Regions from separate parts of the Gossypium hirsutum genome. Here region 2 is linked to region 1. A link is a contact called in public Hi-C data. All regions are on one chromosome and are shown on one strand. The core of a region is the stretch at or near the end of the contact, and the rest is flanking DNA. Distances in the headings are between cores, read along the strand shown. Region 1 has its middle 3.3 kb from the start of LOC121218886. Region 2 holds the start of LOC107901662 (chorismate mutase 2).

The links. Hi-C and Micro-C count contacts between places; a contact is called where the count stands out from the background.
Region 2: a contact with region 1 is called in a Hi-C map of leaf, with 4 times the contacts expected there. The contact joins the promoter of LOC107901662 here to the enhancer-like site in region 1. A contact is called at or near these places in 7 of 34 Hi-C or Micro-C datasets (anther, fibers, leaf and 1 more).

Annotation. Positions count from the first base shown.
Region 1 is chrD06:24,712,875-24,717,611 of Gossypium_hirsutum_v2.1, reverse strand. No RefSeq gene overlaps it. Among protein-coding and RNA genes, the nearest start is that of LOC121218886, 3.3 kb to the left of the region's middle. Within about 2 kb of position 2,786, at least 2 of the 9 cell types and tissues checked have an H3K27ac peak or open chromatin away from gene starts, as enhancers often do. A contact at or near this core is called in leaf, where this site is marked.
Region 2 is chrD06:24,934,434-24,939,170 of Gossypium_hirsutum_v2.1, reverse strand. It overlaps LOC107901662 (chorismate mutase 2), which reads right to left and starts at 2,533. Exons shown (of 6, transcript XM_016827750.2): 1 at 2,226-2,533; 2 at 197-425. The coding sequence starts at 406.

The DNA.
Region 1 (4,737 bases), core at 1,537-4,036:
GTGAGCAAAGATATCATTCTCACGAAGACTAAAAATACTAGTAATTATTGTCTTTCTATTGTTTAACTAAATAATTTGAGTGATTGATTAAAAACTAAGATTAACTAAGGAACATGACAAAGAACAAATCAGGAAAATAATCGATTAAGAACCAATAAGTGAAACAATATCCACAAAAAAATCTGCCTAGATTTCATCTGTCACTATCAATCTAAATTATGCAATTTATTTACTTAGTACCTTGATTTGTAGAAATTCCTAAATTATGCTAATATCTCTTTCGAGCATAAGAGCAACTAATTCTGAGTTGAACAATTAAAATTTCTTTCTAATTAAACTCCTATTATCGCATTAACTCATGCTATGGATTCCCCTATTAGATTTGACTTTAATCCGGTAGATTTATGTTGTCCTATTTCTAGGATTGCATACAACTCCACTCAATTACGCAATATCTAATCTTAAATAGGGTTTATTTAACCACCGATTTATCAAACATGGATTAATAATCTAGAAATATCAAACCAAGAATTAAGCACACATAAGTGAGAACAAGAAACTAAACATTTATTGTGTAAAATAAAAATCAAAAGACAGAATCCATCATAGGGTTCATCTCCCTAAGTATTTAGAAAACTAGTTCATGCTTGAAAATAGAAATATCCAAGTTACATTATAACCGAAAGAAATAAAGAAATTCGTGGTAACTTCCTAAGAAATCAACTGGGAATCTTTAATCTTGATGGAAATTTTCTTCAAAGTCGGCTTCAATGGTGTTTTTCAAGTTGTTTTCTTGAATATTCTATAATGGCTCACTCATATCTTCTTCTTCTTTTCATATATATGTCTTAGAGTGCCCGAAAAACTTAAAAATCATTATTTTCCGTTGTTCGATGCACAATCTGATGAAATCGACACGACCTGCCACACGTCTGTGTGGGTCACACGGCCATGTGGTCTAGCCATGTGGAATGGTTTAGCCCATGTAGCTCCTGCAGCTTGCTACGACGCTCCGGTTTTCGCTCCTTTTGCTCCCAATTGCTCTATTAAGTATTAAAACATTAATTTTAAGGATTAGGGGTATAAAATTCACAAATAGCATCGAATAAGCATCCAAAAATGCATTAAGAATAAGGTTAAAATATGTTACTTTTAGCACTTATCATTTTTCAATTTTCAACATATAACATTACATATTCACAATATAATCTAGAATTTAAATCTTTTACTTAAATTTTCACTAAAGATTAATATACATATCAAATAATACTAATAATTAAATTATTCAATTAACACATTTTATGATTAATTAAGTTAAACAAGTTAAAATTCTTGAAGTACTTAAAACCAAGGCTTGGATGATGAGGTTTCCTTCTTCTTACTCATTAATCACTTCCTTTCTTTTGTCTTCAATTTGAGTCTCTCATTTCTTCTCTGTTTCTTCAATTCCATTTCAGAACATATAATATTTACATGTTAAAACCACAATCAAATAGCATTTCTATGCTATCTTATTGAAATAAACATGTATTTCAAGAGGATTTCATCATCTTTTACCTTATTTACTTGAAATCAAAACTTAATTCCTATTTTATCTCTCCTTCAATACATCTATGGAGTATCTTCCCATGGAATTAAGATGACCACTAGTCTTCTCTATTGCATTTACTAAGAAAACATTAAAGAATTTGAAAGAATTAAGTTTGGAAGGGCTTAGAAATGCTGGAAGGACCTATTTGAAATAAAAGCAAAATTTTGGTTGATGGCTTTAGGGGTGACATTTTGTTTCTTCTTACGGGGGATGAAAGCTTTCATCTTTTCTACTTTTTTTCTACATAATTATACAAAAAAAATCTCTTAATTTAATAATTACATATTAGTTTTGCAATTTGATCCTCCAATCTTCTTTTAACACAATTCAATCCTTAATCATTAAGTTTTTTCATAATTATCTAATTTAAGTCATTACTATTTAACCCTTCAACTTTCTCTACAATACCATGCATGATTCATGCTTTATTTTGGTCAAATTTCACTTCTAATCCTTCCTCTTTTCTCCAAATTCTATGTATTCTTTTCTAATATTTAATTTTTTACTTTTACCACAATACTTTCTATTCTTCTACAATTTATTCAATATCTCAAATTAATTTTCCTCATCTAAAAGCATATTCTAATATCCTATTGGCTCTAACTACTCTATATATCAACACTCAAATTATCAATATTATTTGTTTCTAAGAATTCTCTAATATTCCTAACTTGGCATAGTACTGTATCCAACTCCAAGGCATAATGCGGATGTTACAAGTTATTAATTAAAAATATGAATCAAAAACTTAAAAATAATATATTTATTAATTATTAATTAATTTTAAAAAAACGTTTAAAACAACATGAAATAAAAAATAAAAATTTGAGTAAGAAAGGAATCAAATCCGATACTCAAGGATAAAACTACTAACATTTAACCATCTAACCAAAGAAGCTAATGTATTAAGTTATTAAAGAAAATGCATTTTGTAGAACGTGTTTTCAGACACGTCAGCAGAAAACACTTCTTGCAAGACGCATTTCCTATTTCTCTCTCCAAAATCGGCCTACTTCCCATTATCTTCCAAAATCGGCATATATTGCTAATTTACCCCATATATTTTACCATTAATCCCATTAACAATGAATAAAAGTTATATTGTTTCTTCATAAATTTGAAGTACAAATTGGCTCATGTATAAAATAGATCCACCAAAGGCTGCCCACTGGACAGATTTAACCATTTTAATAGTCTGAATTAAGACCCAAACATTACATTGAAGCCGGCCAGTCTGGATGTAAAGCAATTTACATAGGCCTAACAAATGAAAACTTAGCCCTAAATTTTAATAGAGGCTACTGCTTTTGCGGGGCTTTCACTATAATAATTTCCCAAATATAGGGGCTTTTTTTTTAATGTTATTATTGAGGAAGTGGAAGGTTGGAAATTTCAAATAAAAAAAGATTAGGATTGTATGTGATTTGGTTAAAAAAATTTAAGTTACTTTAAAATATAAATCAGATTTGAGTTTAAACATTTAAGGCTTATGTTTAGATTGATTCAATTTACTTTCTAAATATTTAATATATTATATTATATTATATTTATGTATTTTGTAATATATAACATATAAAAATTAAAATATTTCATATATTTACTTTTAAAAAAACTTATCTAGAGAAATCAAAGTTGAATTTGGGTTGATCTAAGTGATTTTTAAAAATTTCAGGTCAATTTGGTTCGGATCATTTTGGATTTAGGTCAATTTAGAGTTCAAATCATTTTGTCTTTTTTGTTCTTATCATTTATATTTGAGGTTAAAGTTTTTCAAATTAACTCATTGTGTATTTAGATCATTTAAATTATTTCGAGTTTGAATTGCGAAACTTTAAATAAATTTAACTCAATTTTTACATGGGTTTTGCTAAAAACATTGAGATTTGTGCATTGCATTGTTTTATAAGCTGTATTTTTCGTTTGTAGTTATAATGAGGAAAAGTCTTAGATATGCTGTAAAATATATAAATAATTTACTAGTAGTGTTAATATAACAACATATAATTTAGGTGGCTTTTAAAAATGAACTTTCTTTCTCAAAACCGGGTTCTAAATAAAAGCGTTGCTTTTAGCTTAAAGTATTAAGAAAGAAAATCATACTTCGATATTTTTAAGAGAAACTTATAAAAATTTTAATCAATATAAATATATTCGAATTAAAAATTGGATGGAACTCACACATTATGTTACTTAAATCCAAAACAATCTAGGAGATAACTAGTAAAGCTCGAACATAGACATCAAGAATACCGAAACATCAACCTTACCATTTTAGTTAAAGCCTAACGTCACGTTTGGTTAAAGTAAATGGAATAGGACTGTAATGGAATAAAGTTGTAATCAGTAATTCAATTGTTTGGTTCATTAGAATAAAATAGAGTTGTAATAATATTCTTGTGTTTAGTTGAATGGAATAGACGTTGTAATAGCATACCTAAAAAGGCTTAAATGATCAAAATACCCTTAGCAATTTTTTTTAGGTAGATGATTATTATTGTTATTATTAAATTTTAATAAGATTTTTATTAATTATATTTTAATAAATAAATAACAAATTATTTAATCATATTTTAACATAATTATTATTAAATATAATTTAATAAAATAATATATGAATTAATAACATTCTTAATATAATTTTTATTAAAATAGGAATTAATCAAAATCATAATATATAATATTATAAAAATAATACATAACCTACTTTATTATTTTGCTAAAATATAATTAGCGAAATAAATAATTTAATTATCTTCTAAAGTAAAAAGCAAAATATTAGAAGTAATAAATAGGTTGAGAATTATATTTTACATCCAAACATAATGTTCATACAATAACAAAAAGTTACATAATGCCATTAACTTATATGACATAATCTATATGTTAAATTTTACATAAAAAAATTACAACAGTCTGTGGCATTCTATTATGTCATTATACCATCCAAATTGTAATGACCCGATAGTCACGGGCATCGGAAAATGTATTTTCGAGACTTCGTTTTCATAAAACAGATTCCTAAATATTTTTAAAAAATATTTACGAAGTTAGTTGTGTAGTTAATTAGGTTTTGATTAGGTGAATTTGCATGAATTAAGAGTAATTAGGTATAAGGACTAAATTGCATAAAAGATGAAAGTTGAATT
Region 2 (4,737 bases), core at 1,284-3,783, 220 kb before region 1:
ATAATTTAATTCTTTTTTAACACAAAATTTTCAACTTCAACCCCATTAAAATTCCTGTATTTGCTCTTGAATAGACCTATGCAATCACAACAATTTCAATTAAAAACTTTTTTAAGTAGAGAGGTGGCATGTTTTAACTGAGAATGAATGACATAAGGGAGAAAGATGAAAGAGAAGAGAGGTTCAGTTTTTTTACCTTAGCTTGTACGGCCTCTGTTTGTTTAACGAAGAACTCAAGCAAAGATCCACTGAAGCCAGGGATGGAAGCGTAGGAAGGGTCGTAGGTGGGAGGGTTCAAAGGGAACCTTGCTCTCTCTATCAGACTGTAAACAATGGTGTCTTCTTGCCTTATCAATGAATCCCTCACCATCCCCAGCGTCACGTTGTTGTGTTCTGCTTTCGCCATTTCGTGTTTGCAGGCTGAACTAGCAAGAAGAAAAAGAGTTGTTAACATCATTACCACAGACATATCAATGTTGGTAAAAATTAAAAACAATGGAAGACCTATTACATTTATGATATAAGGAAAAACGAGTAAACGAAAGTGGGAAGTAAGACGTTGACAAATGATCTCTCTCTCTCTCAAATTTATAAGACGTTGACAAATGATCTCTCTCTCTCTCAAATTTATGAATGGAATGGAAGGGGGTTTATATAAAAGAAAAGAAGAAGCCAAAAGAAATGGTGGGTAGTGCGTAGTGCGCACGGGAGAGTTGCCTTTCTCTGTGTTCAGACTTAAAGGGTTGTGTCGGCTCAGACATGGCGTTCTATCTAATCCTGTTTTGTCCCATTAGTTCTGCGGACCTTAAAAAAGGGTAACGGAATAACTTGAGGGTTAGTTATGTGGTTGCAACTTGCTGGAACTGGGACGCTTATATTATTATTAATTGCTACTCAATGTGATTGGTTATAAAACATCATCTTTACCAGGAATTAGACTCAAATCCATGTTTGTGCCACCCTACTCAATTTTTATGTTTTGGGTCAAATTGTTTTACCTAAACCCTAAGAAAAATCTAGCCCAAATGAGGAAAAAACCCTAAACAAATAGAAAACGAATACAAGCTAACCCTAAGAAAAATCTAGCCCCAATGAAAAAAAACCCTAAACAAATAGAAATGAATACAAGCTAACCCTAAACCCACCCACCAACCTAAATCCGAAGAAAAAAAATGAATAAATGTATTATTGTTATTTAAATATTTTCCTTATTTTTTCAAAATTTTTTATTTCCCTAGTTTTTAGAGTTTCTTAAAAGAAAACAACAATGATCGAATCAAAAATCAATGGTCTAATCGATTTAACCATCAATTCAATTCAAAAACCTATGTTGACAGTTTAAATAACTAATTGATCAAATCAATTTGATTTTAAATTAGATTAATGATTAAATAATTTGGATTTTAAAACTTCTATACCATTTCAACATTTCAATTTGAGTTAATTTGGGTTCATGTCCTATTAGATTTAAGTTGGTTCAATTTAAAACTCAAATCGAGTCAATTTGAAGTACTTCAAGTCAATTTTAAAATCAAAAGTCAATTTTAAAATCAAAAGTCAATTTAAATACAAATGGTTAGAATTTTTATAATTAAAACGAGTTGAGGTTGGAATTGTATTTCTAGATTTGGGATCAAAATTGATAGGTTTAATTACAAACCTACAGGCTTATACAATTTGCTTGTTCTTTATTCAGGTCGTTTCTAGTGCTTAGAGTGTACATGAATGTCCAAACCTGATTGTATTACTGAACCTTTATATCAGGATTTGCTGCTTATTAATGATAATAGAGTGCACTCTTTCAGTCCTCCTATCTCAATTTAACTTAATTTTTATTTTCATTCTTTTAGAGTTCACAGCTACAAATATAGTGTAATTATAGTACAAATAAAATAAAATCAATACACAACTCTAGGGCAAGACTCATTCATGACAATTACATGTGGTGAGACTCGAAATAGTAAGGGTGGTTTTAACGAGAACTATAAAAAATAAAAAAACAACATTAAAATTCAAATGAAAGGCCTTCAATTTAATGTAGATAACTATTCATTGATAAACTAATATCCCTTAAAAATGTGAAATAATTTCCCTGTTTCACTTGCAAACTAATCAACCATCCAAAATGCTTTTAAAGCCAAAATAACAAACAATTCATCTTTAAACACCAAACAACTACACCTGATATGATACACATGAAAAAAAGCAGTAAGAAATTTTCTCACCTCAGCTAGGAACCAAACTGTGAAGGTTGTTGGACATGAATCGACATAAGCCGTGCAGTGTCTTTCCACCATGAAATCTCTCTTTCCTTGTCGACCAGTTCTTGCTGTGCACTTGCCAAAGCAGCTTCTAATTCTCTTATCTGCTCTTCCTGCCTCGATTCCAACAATTCATGCAACTTTCTCTCCAGTTCGTGTGGAGGAACACCACAATGCAACTGCGCACACTCTTCTTCTTCACCATAAATTGTCGGGTCAATTACTTCTCCATAGCTCATACTGTAGCTTCGGGCTGAACTATTACCAGTACTCTGCTATAGTTGTAAAAAAGATGACATTTAAAATCTCCAGGGAATTGGTAAGGTTTCAATATTAGTTAGTACTACTACATAAACTAAACATATTGAGTTAGGTATGGGCTGATTCCAAGTATGAATTAATTTATACGTTTTAGGTTTGGATCATTCAAGATTCACATCATTTTTGGTTTTAGATAATTTTGGGTTGGGCCAATTAGAGTTTTAAAAGTTTTAGATAATTTCAATTCAAGTCATTCAAGTTTGTTTTATTTGGATATTTCAAGTCTTAAGTCATTATAGTTTTTTGAGTCATGGTAGGTTTAGGTCATTTAGAGATATTTGTTCAAGTTGGGTCAATTTATTTGAGTTTAAATCAATTTCAAGTTCAGACCATTTTGGGTTACTCGTTCAGATTGAGTCAATTCAAGTTCAACTGGAATTATGAATTCGAATCATTTCAAGTTTGGACCATTTTAAATTCAAGTCATTTCAAATTCAGATGATCTTTGGTTTCAAGTCGATTACGGTTCAAATTCGGTCAAATCAAATTCAACTGGAATTTAGATTCAAATTAATTAAATCACCCTAACCAAAAACAATGAAATACAAAAGACATGCCAAATTCCCAAGTTTTAATCGTACCTGAGGATGGGTTGAGGACAATTTGCTTGCATCCAAATGGAGTTGCAAACGTTCTAACTCGGCTTCAAGTTCTGCTTCAAGTCTATCCATTCCTTCCAGATACTTTTCTTCTTTCGGCACATCTTCACATTTCAAAGGCTGATCAAATATCTCTTTATTTGATATAAGATCGCCATTAAACTCCGATTCTAAATCTTCATCAATGCCATTGTTTGATTCAATCTCCTTTGCGGTTATGAATAAATCTTTGTTTCGGAGCTCATCTTTAACATTTTCAAGAACAGCCGCTATTTGGATTCTCAGTTCTGCCATCTTTTGAAGTTCTTTTTCAGTCACAGCAACCAGTCGAAGCAAAAAACACCCTATTACCACGTTGTAATTAGCTTCCCTTCCGCTTCTTTCTGATTAAAAAAAAAACCCCGAAAATTATTAAAATTTGATCCAACGTCAATCTCTAAGCTTGAGTTCGGCTCAAGACTTAATCGAGTTACTCATGCTTGAGCTCGATTAAGTCTTAAACTTCTATTTGCAAATAATAAAAAGTACAAATATAATTTCAGTATTAAAATTTCGAATCAACTCAGAGTTGATATTACGTGAGCTAAGATTTAGTTGACATAAATCTTAAGATTTAATAAATAGTATTTTGTCCCTAAAAGAACCACTTATAGAGTTAGGCTCCATATAAGCAACTATTTGCACTCTAGTATAGGTGTCTTTCTCCATGTTATGATCTAAAACTAATCCTATTCGAATACCCTTTCAACCATCTATTAGTAAATAAACAATATTTGTGATCTATGAAAACTCTAACTAAAATCAAAATTATATGTAATTGCATAAAATTTATTCCTAAAAATATACATTAGAATTTGGAACTCAAAAAGCCAAATAATAATAAACCCCAACCTCCCTTCTCCCCCACCAAATAAAATAAACAAAAATGACACCAAGACAATTTTGACCTGATGACGAATCAGGACGACGGGTTACGTGATTAGGTGGTGCCACGTCATCGTCATCTTCCTTCCTCTGGCCAAGATTCACCCTCCCCTTCACCTTCCGACGCTTAAGTGCAGAGAAGGGGCGAGCAGCGATCCGGCGCGGCGCAGAGCAGTTTAATCCACTGCAACCGTCCATGAGAAGGAAGGCTTTGTTGTTGGCGGATTCGTAAAAGAGGGCCAAAATTTTGGATCTGCAGAAAAAGGAGAGTAAATTTAAAAAGAGTATCAGCAATGGCGTCGGGATTTCAGATGTATTTCTCGGCTAACGAGCTCATTGATTCTAGCAGAGGAGAAAATGAATAGACTCAAGAGTGTGACAGTGAAGAAATTTAATGAGATGACAAATATACTGATTTATAGTAGAATTATAGTTTTGTCCCTACATCATTCTCAAATTTTAGATTTAGTTTTATATTTTAAAATGATATGAAAAATAATTTTATTTTATTTTTATTAAAAACCAACTTTTTAAATATTAATTATTTAGACTAAATTGTAATATAAGGTTAAAATGTGCTTGTAACTTTTCAAAAATTGAGAATTTAGTCCTTGTACTTGTCTTTGTATTTG